2 separate regions of the Mus musculus genome follow, and region 1 is linked to region 2. The links are chromatin contacts, called in public Micro-C maps. All regions are on one chromosome and are shown on one strand. The core of a region is the stretch at or near the end of the contact, and the rest is flanking DNA. Distances in the headings are between cores, read along the strand shown. Region 1 has its middle 49 kb from the start of Gm32849. Region 2 holds the start of E2f8 (E2F transcription factor 8).

Region 1 (6,514 bases), core at 2,451-4,950, 110 kb before region 2:
CACGAACCATCTCTGAGCTTAATGCAAAGGCCCAACCCAGGTACCTCAGGGCCAGCCTCCTGTACTCGGCACCAGCATTAATGCCACAAGCTGTACATCTTTGCCAACAAGAGTAAAAGCCACTAACTGCGGCTGAGTTTTCACCATTCATGGGGTGGCATGGTGAATAGTTAGGCGCTCAAATACAAGTGCCAAACTACCTTAATGCACTGCCGTCACTGCTTGCCAGTTATGTGACTGTGGGCAAGCGATTGAACGTATCTGCTTTAATTCCCTCTTCTGTAAAATAAAGCTGACTGTGGCAGCCGTGTCACAGCTGGCTTTCTACCTGGTCTGCTTCGACTGCTGTTCGTGGAATGCTGGGCCAGGGCATTGTGCTCACTGCTTTGAAGCCATTTGGCTTCCTGAGGCCAGTTTCTGCCCCCATGAAAAGCGAGAGATCATTCTCTCCAAAAGGCTGTTGTTAAGGAAAGCCAAGCATCTGGCTGGAGGGGGGCTGCTTGGAGCAGCTGAGCTGCTAGCTTCCCCCAGCGTTCAATTCATCAAGGTCGGCCTCACCCTGGGCTACCGCCACCGAAGGTCACTGTGACAATCCCAGCCTCTCATTCGGTGTGGACCAAGAGAGAAGGAGTTCTATGAGCTGCGGGGTCTCCCATGCACACCCACCCCCTACCCATTGTGCGCGGGACATGGCGTTGCATGCACATTACTCACTCCCGAGGTCACCATGCCCTTCCCCCTCAGGCTCCATTCAAAACAGATCAAAAGGCACTGCCTTTCCCAGCTGCCTTTCAGGATAGTCCGTCCACAGAGGCCGCATAAGGTGGCCCTGGGAAGATGGCCCGGGTATTTCTCTTTCCAGCTGTGCCCCTCCTAGGGCTCAGGCAGCTCTGACCCACATGCATTGCCCACAGGGACCTTGTATCTTTAGGTCTTACCTATTGCTGTCCCATCCTGTTCTGCCCTGAGCAACCCAGGAAGGGCATCTCTGAAAAGTGCCTCCTGAGTTCTGGGTCCTGGTCACCTTTTTGCATCCTCTGCCTTCCTTTCCCCAGTTCCAGCCCTTATTTAAATGACTGAGTTCCAAGTGTCTCTTGGCACCAAAGCCAACAGGATACATTACCTTCATGTTATACTTGGTTCTTTCCCCACTCCCAGAATGGTTCGTGTGGCCCACACCTCTCCTGACCCCACATCCCCAGACTCCAGTGTCTACCAAGCCTTGGCCTGCTAATTCCTCTCCCTTTGTGTTTTTCTCACTTCCAACCCCACCATCCCTGAACAGGGCATTTCAGAGCACGGAGAAGTGACTCTCCCTGCCTTGTCTCAGGAAAGACCTCTGGTCTCCCAATCTCAAGAACTACACTCCATTCTGGCCTTTCAACCATAGGCACACACGAGTTTTCAGAGCCACCAGCACCCCTCCTGTAGTTTCTCATCTACACTTCCATCTGCTCACTAACTGAAATATTTATATAATTAAATCTGTAAATGTTGACTGCATGGCATTATCTACCCACTGTTCTGGGAAAGCAAAGTGTGAAAAAACATGCGCCTGCCTTCACAACGCATCCCGTCCAGTGGGAGAAAGAAACAAGACAGACTCAGAAACAGGTTGGGAGGGGGCAGGGAGTGTATAGTAATCACTGACCCACGAGGGGACCGGTAAGTACAATGGTTAAGCACAAAGGAGAGATGCTGCCCTACTAGGAAGTGAGCAATGACTTCCTGGGAGGGGTGAGGCTATGATAAACCTTAAGGAATGCAGGGATTCATCCATAACAACCAGGAATCAGGGTGGGCTTCTAGACCACAGAGAACAGAGGGGTGAGTGATAGCAGGGACTTTCTGCCACCACCATGAGTCTAGAGGTATTGTTCAAGGTGGGAAGCAGGAGATGGGCTGCAGAGGGTTGGGTCATGTCCCTGACCTGAGCTGAACAGCTGAGGCCAGTATACACACACCTCCCCAGTCTCAGCAGTGAGAGTCCCATGTCTACACAGCCCTCTCTAATCTCAGCAATGAGAGTCCCATGTCTACACAGACCTCCCCAGTCTCAGCAGTGAGAGTCCCATGTCTACACAGCCCTCCCCATTCTCAGCAATGAAAGTCCCATGTCTACACAGCCCTCCCCAGTCTCAGCAGTGAGAGTCCCATGTCTACACAGCCCTCCCCATTCTCAGCAATGAAAGTCCCATGTCTACACAGCCCTCCCCAGTCTCAGCAGTGAGAGTCCCATGTCTACACAGCCCTCCCTAATCTCAGCAATGAGAGTCCCATGTCTACACAGACCTCCCCAGTCTCAGCAATGAGAATTCCATCTCTACACAGATTTCCCCAATCTCAGCAATGAGAGTCCTGTGTCTACACAGACCTCTCCAGTCTCAGCAGTGAGAGTCCCATGTCTATACAGACCTCCCCAGTCTCAGCAGTGAGAGTCTTGCGTCCCCAGAATCCTCTTGGTCCTGGGCAAGGAGGGAAGAATGACCACCCTATAGGACTTCGTCATGCTAAGGACACCTAACATTGCACAAAGATGGGGAGAGTCGGTAGAAGACTGAGTTTGTATGTATAATGTATGCAGAGTACTAAGCCCCTGCTTCCACCACCCTGAGTCCATGTTCTCCCGTGAGCACACTGTCACAGGACTCATAATGCCTCAGAGTGCCCTGGACACCAGGGCTTTGCCAGGTAATTGAATGTCTTGCTGCACCCTGCTCTCCTGCTTTGGGCTCCCCAAAAAATGGGAGATTTGCCTTTCTGCATAGTCCTCCTCTCATGGTAGGCTACTCAGAAGCACACACTCTCTGGCAGCCATGAGATTACAGGACAGGGAGAATCCGGAGCTAGCTCTGGCATGCTGTGAAGTTCCCGGACCAGTGACTTCTCCTAGCCAGTGCCTTCCAGATCTTCAGGACACAAACAGGCACATCCACAAGGATCAGCTGTAGCCTATGGAAATCCAATACAGAGAGAAACCCACCTCACGAGCTTGACAGATATCCACCTCGCCATGCTGTGTTCAAATCTCAGATGTTGCCAGAAAGAAGAGAAGGTGCCTGTTGTTATTCATTTGCATAAAAGATTTCATTCACGTGGCTAACTGCAAACAGCACAGAGACTGTAGGGAGTGGAAATGTTTAGAAAAATGGATACTTTTTTTCTTTCTAAAGGATCCTAGAAAGTAATACACAATGTTAATTATATAACTTTATTAAGTATAGACATGAAAGCTACTGGCAATCTTTCTTCAGTCTACTTTGGGGATAGCTTATTAGTGACCTGGCAGGGGATGGGAGGAGGGGGTATTAGATAGATGCTCAGTGCTGGTGGACAAGGAAATAATGTGGAAGCACAGTCAACAGCTATGCGGGTGTAGTATGGCTGGGCTCTGTACACAGCCATAGAAGGCATAAGCGGGATGTGGGCTCCTCACCTGCCATCCCAAAGCCATCCCAATGAGAACTTGATCATTAGTCCTACAATTGCAAAAAGTGGAGGCTCTGGGTTTCATTAAAATGATTCTGCCAGCACGCCTATCAGTGATCCAGGGCGTGCACAGGGCTCAGCCTCCTTGAGTCTGCTAGGGAACTGATAAGGTGCCTCACATGGGGCTTTGGTGAGCAGCAGAATGAGAGAATGCATTGGGATGGTTCCATTTAGCTTGGGACACATTGCCAAGGAACAGACTCAGAGCTGAGGAAACAAAGAGCCCTAAAGAGTTTCAGGAATGCAGTGAGGAAGGACTAGTAATGAGAACGGGGTAGGCACCTCACTCCCCAAAGCCTCTGTTTTCTGTTGGTCAGAAAGAGTTCACTGCAACGTGGATAGCAAAAGATAAGTGGCACAAGGAGGAGGGGCTGTGCTGCTGAGCCACCGGGGAAGATGTGTTTGCGGTCCCAGCAAAGATGTGATCACTTCCAGGCCCGCATCTCGTGGAGCTTGTCTCATACATGCTCAGTGAAGCCTGATTCCTCTCTCCAGAGAGGAGCTGTTTGCTCAAGCCCCAGACAGCTCCACCTTGTCAAATGCTGCCTGCTCTGATCTTCCACCTGCCAGGGTCTCCCAGCCTTGCCTCTCCCCTTAATCCATTCAAAAGGCTGAGACCCAAATAAACTGTCAAGCACTCCCCATCACTCTTGTGGAGTGGGGCCAGTCCACCCCAGCTCCCGTTTCTCTACATCAGCACCCAGGCCCCTTCTGCTTGTCAGAAAAAAAAAAAAAAAAAAAAGCAAGAAGATGAAGAAGGAGGAAGATGAGGAAAGAAAGATGAAGATGAAGAGAGGAAAAAGAAATGAAATAAAATTCTGGGAACAGGGGCCTGTCCTGTCCTTTTAGCATACTCTTTTACCTTTCCAAGCAAAATCTGGTTAACAGACAAGAAAGCAATTGACTCTGAGTATTCTAGATCCAGTCAAGTCCACGAACCTTCATCCATTTGCCTGCATTATGCCACGCTTGGTGCTATGTGCTACAATGCCTCTCCCCAGGAACCCATGGCTCAGAGATGAATCAGTTTTGCAAATAACCAAGCCCCGTAGCAGGGGCAACAATGTTACAGACCAAGGCTCTGAGGGAGCGGAGCAGGACTCTGTATCAGTCTGAGAGACAAAAGAACAGAAATGGAGACAGGGTGGAGGTGAGTAGTGGATATCCTAGGCAAAGACCAAGAGAAAGAGAAACTGGTGCCAAGGCACCAGGCTGTGGTGAGACCTGACCATTCCAGCCACCCTCACGGGGAGCGTGCTCCCTCTTCCAGCTGGCCCCATGAATGCTGACACACCAGCACTTGTCACAAGTCATCCAAAGTATCCACTTATTTACTTTCTTCCTTGCCAAACTAGAAGCTCTAGACAGTGTCTGGAATATAGTAAATTCTCAACAGAGAGTTTTAAGTGGATGATGGGGTGGGTAAGTAGATGGGTGGATGGGTAGATAAACGGCCAGTAAAATTAATGAACAGACCTGTCTCCTTAAGAAACAATACCATAGTGTAGGACTGGTTTGATGTGGGGGAACTTGGGTGCAAGTGCCAGTGCTCTGGTCCTAGTCTCATAAGGGCTGGGTAACATGCTCCCTTTGAGCTTTGTTGTTGTCTGTTGCAGGTGTCTAGGGTATCTGTCTCAGAGTTCTCAGGACGTTGAATGTGATGGTCAATGTGACTGTACTTTGTATGTTGCCAAATATGGAGAGGTATGTCATGTGTATTTTTTAGCCATGGTGCTATATAAGCAAGCACAGAAACCCCGATGGCAACCCCGCTTTAACAGGAAGGAAGCGTGATGTTTAGAAAGGCTCTAAATATGATCCCACAGAGTGGTGAGGCTCTTGCATTGGTTAACATTGCACTGTGATCTCTGCTTGTCGTAACTTTGTAGAGAGCAACTTGACAAAAAACTTCTCATCTTCTGGCTGCTTCTTGCCACTTCAGTGGAGCCTTGTGCTTTCCTCCGGATCGAGCATCTGCTACCGATTCGTGTTTGGTGTTTGCCAATTAGACTGCACTGCTGCTACTGATTCGTGTTTGATGTTTTGGACTGCACTGCTGCTATCCTGACAACGAAGATTGGGATCTTCGCATAGAACTACTTCTAAACAGGTCAACAACCCCGGTTTCCTAGCAACCTTTCTTTTCCCCTACCTCTGGTAGGTGGGCTAGAAGGGACTCTGGAGTGTTAAGAAACTCGAATTAAAGTAGGTATTGAACAGTCTAAGCCTACATACAGAGGGGATGGGTAGATTTGGTCAGAGCTCTAGCACACACACACACACACACACACACAGACACACACACACACACACACACACATGAAATTCTCAAACAAAAGGCATTTCACATTCTCAAAGAGAAAAAGAAAAGAAAATTTCTGAGGAGGAAACAGCTAACTAACAAATTTATACTAAATACGATGTTTTTCTTTAAAGTGTCTCATTATCTAAGAGTAATGGCAAGTGCCTATAATCCCATACTCAGGAGGCTAAGGCAGGAGGATCACAAATTCAAAGCTAGCCTGGGCTACACAGCCATGTTCTAATAGTCTCTCTAACCTTGCCGTTCCCCCTGTGACATGGCTCAGTTTAAACCAGCATGCACCGGGGCTGCGCCAACCCATCTGGAAGTGAGAAAATGAAATCTGCCTTGAAGAAAAAAGGCTCTTGTGATATTGTAGTCATTTGTCTGAGCTGCAGCCTACATCTATAGATAGTCTATCATTTTGCCTAGTCGCTTTCAAAATCCCTTTCTACTGCCCTACCAAGATATTTATAGTGATATTTGTGTTTTTAATAAAAGGATCTTGTGAAGAGAAGTAATAAAATGATGGTATACACACACACACACCTGCACCGGAAGATAGAAAATGAAAAAGTTATCAGAGTACCAAGCGATAACAGCATGGAGTTCTTTGGCTGAGACCTCTGGAGGTTGTTTAGTGTTTTATTAGAAATGTTACAAGATCTGGACACCTGTGAGGGTGAAGGCAAGAGGCTCTAGTGTACTTCTGTGCTTGTAGTC
Region 2 (6,285 bases), core at 2,957-5,456:
TCTCTCTCTCTCTCTCTCTCTCTCTCTCTCTCTCTCTCTCTCTCTCTCTCTCCCTCTCTCTCTCTCTTTCTCTCTCTCTCTCTATCATTTTAATCTGGTCATTATGAGAGTCACTTTTCTCACCTTACTGAGCACTTGGTGCGTGTTCACAATTGCACTTGACGCTTCAGGCGGGGAGAAAAGCATCCTCGCTACTTGGTAGGATAGCCTGCTAAGGTAGAACCTTAGCCAATCAGTGTTCACCGAGCCCTTCCTCTCCTTGGTCAGGGCTAGATGCTGGGAAGACCAAGTGAGGACAAAGTCTTCTCTCTCCTGTTCTCTGGGATCACAAGGTGGGGGTCAGAGGGAGGAGTCCATAGTAGAAGGGCACCTACCAGGATAGGGATTCTGTGCTCAACAGGATGTGAGGCATCTGGCTGGAGGGGATCCACACAGATGATCCTCCCACCACGCTTCCACGCTTTAAGCAAAACGCAGCCCTGGCTCATCAGGGAGGTAACGGGGATTCTGCCCTGGTTAGGAATTTGTTTGTGTGTGGCCAGTCCCCACCCCTACTCCCCAGAACCTGTACACATACTTCTGCCGTGTCCTGGAACTGGGAAAACTGTCCTTCCACCCTCCTGATAAGCACAAGAGGACGTGACCTCAGTTCTAGAACCGTTGTAGATGCTACGCACACTCACACAATGACAGAATTCAGACTCCACTTCTATTAAAAAAAAAAGGGGGGCCTTTTAGAATTTTATGTTGTTTCCTCAAGGCATCTTAAAACTGCAGGGGCAGTAATTGCTCAATAAACAGCAACAATGGCAGCTGCTGCAGCCGAGTCCCTAGCTGCAGATATGTGCCCAGGCCCAGGGAGGAGCTGCCCACAGCGAGTATAACAGGCAGGTTTTCAGCTCTAGCTAGGGCAAGCTCTGACCAAGTCCTGCTTCCACAGCCAGCAAGCCCAGGACCAGTGCCAGCTCTCCCATCTCCTAGGTCCCTTGCTCTCCTGTTCACTGTCTTGAAACACTTTCAATTTGAGTCTGATACCACTTATTCACAAAGTAACCATTTTTGTTCCAGGGACAAGGGAGGGCTGAGGTCTGGTTGTGAACAGCTGTGGTGATTGGTATGATTTAATGCTCCCAACAGCTGGTTTTGGGTGGATATGCCAATGCATATGGCAAAGGCTAAAATCCAATCTCTACAGGAAGCTGGACAGACATACAGCTAGTCACTGAAGGACCTGGGAGGAAGGGACTGTGAAAAAGAGAGGTCTCAGAACCCACCAATAGAAAAACATTTCCTTAGCCTCTCATCCTATCCTGGCCATGGGGGAGGACTTGCCCATGATTATGGGAAGGGACACGATTCAGAAACCCCTAAGGTTACCTTTGAATCTAAGTACCTGAGATGACATCCGTCATCCCCCTACCTTTGATATCTTTTTTTCATAATACTTATTTATTGTTGAATATGTTACACAATCTTCTGAGTTGTACAACACAGAAGAGTGACAGTGGGGTGGAAAAACTGGCCCAGCTCAGTGAGATATGAGCTATTGTGCAACTCATATGACCAGACACAAAGGCATGGAAATCTTCTTGGGTTATATAATCAATAACAAAAAAATAAGATTTGAAGGGAAAGTAAGAAAAGTGACTTCAAGCTTGTCCTCCAACCCCTCGTTTGCACAGTAAGCTGGAAGGTATTCTGCGGTCATCTTTCCTTTAAAATCACACCAAACTTCAAATTGACGCACTATACTTGCGTATGATGCTGGAGATGACCCCTGGGGCCTTGAGCCTGTTAAGTAATCCCTCTGCCCTGAGCTAAATCCCAAGATCCTTGCTTCCTTTTCAAGGTCTCATGACTGACAGCGTCAAGACTTTAAACCTCTCTTCGAAGCACCATTTTTTCATTCTGCTCCACGACTTTGATGACAACTGACAGGGAAGCCACCACTAAACAAAAATGATGTATCTCACCCTTTCTCCCATGTTGAGGGAGGGCTGGAAATGACTGTGACCTGGACTACAAGTCACCGACTTTGCTGTCCTGAGAATTTTCTGAGGCAAGGCACTAGGATATAAGAAGTGGTAAGGGGTGGGGGCTTGGGGGTAGGGTAGAGGTCCTGAATTCTGGCTCTGGATATAAGCTGGGCATCATTCAATCCTTCGGAGCGCTAAGCACTGACAGGTGAAAGATTTGACAAGTAGCCTGACAGACAGTGGCTTAGACAGAAGCCCACACACTACTTCTTGGTGATATATTTAAACTTAGTCCCTGCTCAGTAAAGATGTATCTGTTCTGTAAGCATCCTGTCCTGCCTCATGACGGATTTTTATTTTACATCCGATGCTACAGCCAGCCAGCCCCTATGTATAGCACGTGAATATTCAGGTCCAGTCCTGGTCTTGAGGAACACTTGGGTGACCCTGAGCACCGGAGCTTCTGATAGCTACTAGAACTGAACAGAGAGACACAAAGATGTGGCAGCATCTTGGAAGCCACCCTCAGGAAGAAGACCCTGGCTCATCACCTAGACCTCTGCCCAGTGTGCATTCCCTTTGCACCTGGATCCCGGGGCGGTGTTATGGCATCCACGCCCTAACCACCGCCAGGAAAACACAGTATCTCCCTTGAAGTCAGTGATGGTTAGCTTACTGATGGCCAAGCTCAGTGATGGGACTTGGACTGCGTGGCCCCGAGTCCTTCTGGAGGCTGAAGATACAAAGTTAAAAGCAGGAAGAGCCCAAACCACAATCTTAGATGTAAGCGGGTTGGGCAACATGCGGTCCGGGCGATCCCAGAGTGATCAGAAAAGGGGAAATGTTACAAGGCAAAGGCGGGTGCAAAAGAACTCGAGCACGGAAAGGCATAGTTGGGGTGCCGAGCTTCTTTTTCCACTTCTGCAAAATGAGGGTTTTGGACGAGATGGTCTCCTAACTCTAAAATTCCCTTGACCTGTTCGATATACCAGGCCGATGTCAGAAGCTCATAAAAGGAAAAGGAAGAAAAGCGGGAAAGAGCAAAGAGGGGATCGGCAGACGCAGGACACTGGGGACAGGCTTGGCGGGTTTTCTGAGTTTCTCTCCCTCCTCCCACACCTGCGTGTTCAGAGATCGGCCAACGCCCCGCATCCTTGGGCTTCAGACAACGAAGCTCTTTCCTCCTCACACGTTTCTTTCTGGAAACCGTGGAGCAGAAGCTGCTAAGCAGTCATGCAAAGGGTCGCAGAGGGAACGGTGTCGCTAGGGTCCAGAGGGCAGGTGAGCAGACCCGGTTGACGTGGCACCAAGCTGGGGATGGCGGGGAGCCCTCGAGTCCTAGCCAGCCAGCTCTGGACCAGCCAAATTTCATCCCCCAACTTCGATCTCGGATAAATGGTGTTTGCAAAAAGAAAAAAAAAAAAAAAGAAAGAAAGAAAGAAAGAAAAGGAAAAAAGAAAAAGGAAAAGTTTTTGAGGACTTTTCCCCAAGTCTGGCTGTAGGCGGGGTCGGAGGGTGGTGCCTACAGTCTGATTCGCCGCGGCGGCAGTGCAGAGGCGCGGATTGGCGCGCGGGGCCCCGGGCCGGGAGAGCGGGCGTGGGGGAGGGGAGGCTCCGCGCCCGCGGGAGCGGCTCGCGCCGGGAGCGGGTTAATTTCAAATCGGGGGCTGGACTGCTCCTGGACGGCCACGCTCCCGCGGCCCGCCCGCCGGCCCCCCCCAGCCCCGGCCCCGGTGGCGCCCCCGGCACCCACCTCTGCGCGGCGGGGCTAAGCGAGTCTCCCTGAGACGCGCTGGCTCCCTGAGACGCGCAGCCAGGATTCGGGGCCACCCCGGACCGTCAGCTCTGAAGGAGGATTGACAGGTGAGCGGGGAGCAGACTGCTGCGGCGGGGTTGTGGGATCCCGGGAAGGCCAGGGTGAAGGCGGCCGTTTCCCGCCTCCCGCCCCGCCGGGGCCCGTGGGGAGGAGCCGAGCTCCCGCGCAGAGGGCGGGGGAGGGGCTCGCCCGCGCTCCAGCCCCGCGCACTCGGGGGCGGTGCCAGCTACGGTCCCGCTTTCCGCGCCAAATTTTTAAATCGAAGGCGGAAGGTCCGGCCCCGCCTTGGGGACCTCTAGCCAATCGCAGGCCTTCACCGGGCTTACTGATTGGCTCGGAGCCGTCGCCCTGGAAACCGTGAGATGCTGTCTGGCTGCCCCCGGGGGCGGTGCAGTTGGCGGGGAGGAGGAGCCAGTGCTTGCGCCGGGCGGGACGCGGGCTACTGCTGGGGACTGTACCTGGGACCGGGAGCGCAGCGTACGGTGCGCTTTGGCATCGCGGTGATTTCGGCACCTAGGGAATCCTTCCCTCGCCCCAGTACTTCGTGTATTGAAAGAAGCCTGAAAAAGGGGGTCAAGATCCCAAAGCCCTTTGTAAATGCCCGGTCGTGCGCTTAGAGCGCAGAGGCTGAATTGGAGGGTTGTTCTCAGGCCACTTCACAAGTCCTTCCTTCTGAGCCTGTGCACGTGTGTGTCAGGCGAGAAACTTCAGCATCTCCCCCGATGCAGGCTCGGTGCGTGCTCCATCGGAACCCGGGCTCGTGCGCTCCGTCCGCAGCCCGGATCAGTGCACAGGTGGGTGCTTGCTACAGCCATCTCGAACCTGAGAGAGGACTGTCACTGTAGATTCTGTGTTTGCTTGAAGTCTCGTGACAGAAGGGTTTGATGGAGGAATTTACTGCTGTCTGTTGGCGCGGTCTGCCTAGAGGCAATGTCTGTCCTCAAGGCAAAAATAAACCTGGTTTGTCATTTTTTGTTTGTTTCCGGGGGCTCTTGTGTACGTGAATCATTTTCATCAGCTCTTAATTCTTGCTTTACTTTTTTTCCTTTTAAGGATAGTAAAAAACTTTAATCGATTGGACTACTTAAACCACTGGAACTTGGGGAGGAACTTCAGATTTTTCGTTTTTAAAGACACACTAAATGTATGAGGAATTGACAAAATGGAGAACCAAAAGGTATTTTTAAAGTCCAGTCTATACTGTTGCAATGTCAAATGAAGTATCATCCTGAGTTTTTCGTTAATAAGTTTTCTTAAATTTTTCGTTTGATAGTCACGAATGCTGTATCCTTTTGGTTAACTTTTACAGAAATCCAGAAGGAAATTTTAATTTTTGAAGAGGAATAGGGTTGTCCAGGGTTAAAGTAACCTTTTTGTTTCAAAAGTTTAATATAAATTTAATATATATGGAAAAAGCTTTGGGGTTTTTTCTGTGCTTAAAAAATTATGTATATGTTATTTACATGAACCATTGGAATTCACAAAGGTCATAATTTGATACTGGATTTCTTTGTAAGATAACATTTTAAAATGTCAGCCCTTTAACCTACTGGGCCTCCAAATGCTGTTCCTGACAGATCTCCTGGAAGCATTTAGATGTTAGCTCAATGCTGTCCTTGGCAGTGTTCACTGAAACCCCACCCTTGGATCAGCACCTCCTGAGGGCACCATACTGAACTGAAAATTCAGGTGCCAGCCCCATGTGACCTCCCTCTGCCTCGCATCATCGTCTGCTAAGTAGCAGATTCAGCAGAAATACACACTGAGCCCTTAGTTTCATGGTTGTAATAGAGGATTGTTAACCCGGGCTCCCAAAGTTACTGAGGAAACAGTGTATCTCTGTTCTCTGAGTTGTTGCCTTCCAAATCCCTTTCTTTAAGAATGGTGTACTGCCTGGTGTCTAAAAGTGAAGGGGGCCCAGTCTCTACTATCTATATGAATTGCTCTTAACTTACCAGTGTAGGTAAGTGCTAACTTACCATAGCAGAAACTAGCTCTGAGGCCTTAAATGGCTAACCTTACTTCCCTTGGTCCCATTTTCTGCATCTGTGCCTCAAGCGTTGATGTTGAAAGCAAATTTTTCTGGTCAGAAGTCCTGCTGGTAGGCGGGAGGCCCTAACCGTAAGGGCACCCTCACCTTGGCTGCTTGAGCCTGTTCCTGGTATATCAATGAGCAACCACTGCTCACAGCCACTCCACTGGGTGGGGCCTGGTGTGGGTCCTGAAAGCCTTTACCTGATGTCTCATTAGTAGGAATTTAGGAATTTAGAAGTGATCAGTTACTTAGAGTGATTGGTTCTAGTAAGGAAAGGGAAGGGACTGAGCTCTAAGCTATCTTTACAGCCCTCCTTTCTCAAAATAGAATTTAAAAATAAAACCTGTAGTTAATGTTATTTATTTATTAATGTAAATTCTTAGATCACATGGTGAAGACATTTAGATCCATAGTATCTACCAAGTTAAAAGTGGGAAGTTTAACTATTAAATTTACCG

The links. A called contact is a pair of places that touch in the nucleus more often than the background predicts.
Region 1: a contact with region 2 is called in a Micro-C map of the G1E-ER4 cell line, with 1.8 times the contacts expected there. The contact joins the enhancer-like site here to the promoter of E2f8 in region 2. A contact is called at or near these places in 5 of 484 Hi-C or Micro-C datasets (the G1E-ER4 cell line, cerebral cortex and cortical neurons), 2 of 115 datasets of contacts at active chromatin or transcription factors (embryonic stem cells and neural progenitor cells) and 1 of 9 other capture datasets (adipose tissue).

What each region holds. Positions count from the first base shown.
Region 1 is chr7:48,989,482-48,995,995 of GRCm38.p6, reverse strand. It overlaps a transcript of Nav2 not described here. Among named protein-coding and RNA genes, the nearest start is that of Gm32849, 49 kb to the left of the region's middle. Within about 2 kb of position 3,700, at least 31 of the 459 cell types and tissues checked have an H3K27ac peak or open chromatin away from gene starts, as enhancers often do. A contact at or near this core is called in the G1E-ER4 cell line and neural progenitor cells, where this site is marked.
Region 2 is chr7:48,878,962-48,885,246 of GRCm38.p6, reverse strand. It overlaps E2f8 (E2F transcription factor 8), which reads left to right and starts at 4,206. Exons shown (of 13, transcript NM_001013368.5): 1 at 4,206-4,586; 2 at 4,846-4,969. The coding sequence starts at 4,955. Gm2788 (predicted gene 2788) reads right to left here and starts at 3,947. Exons shown (of 2, transcript NR_155436.1): 1 at 3,730-3,947. It overlaps LOC115486422 (a long non-coding RNA gene), which reads right to left. Exons shown (of 3, transcript XR_882082.2): 3 at 4,623-4,726.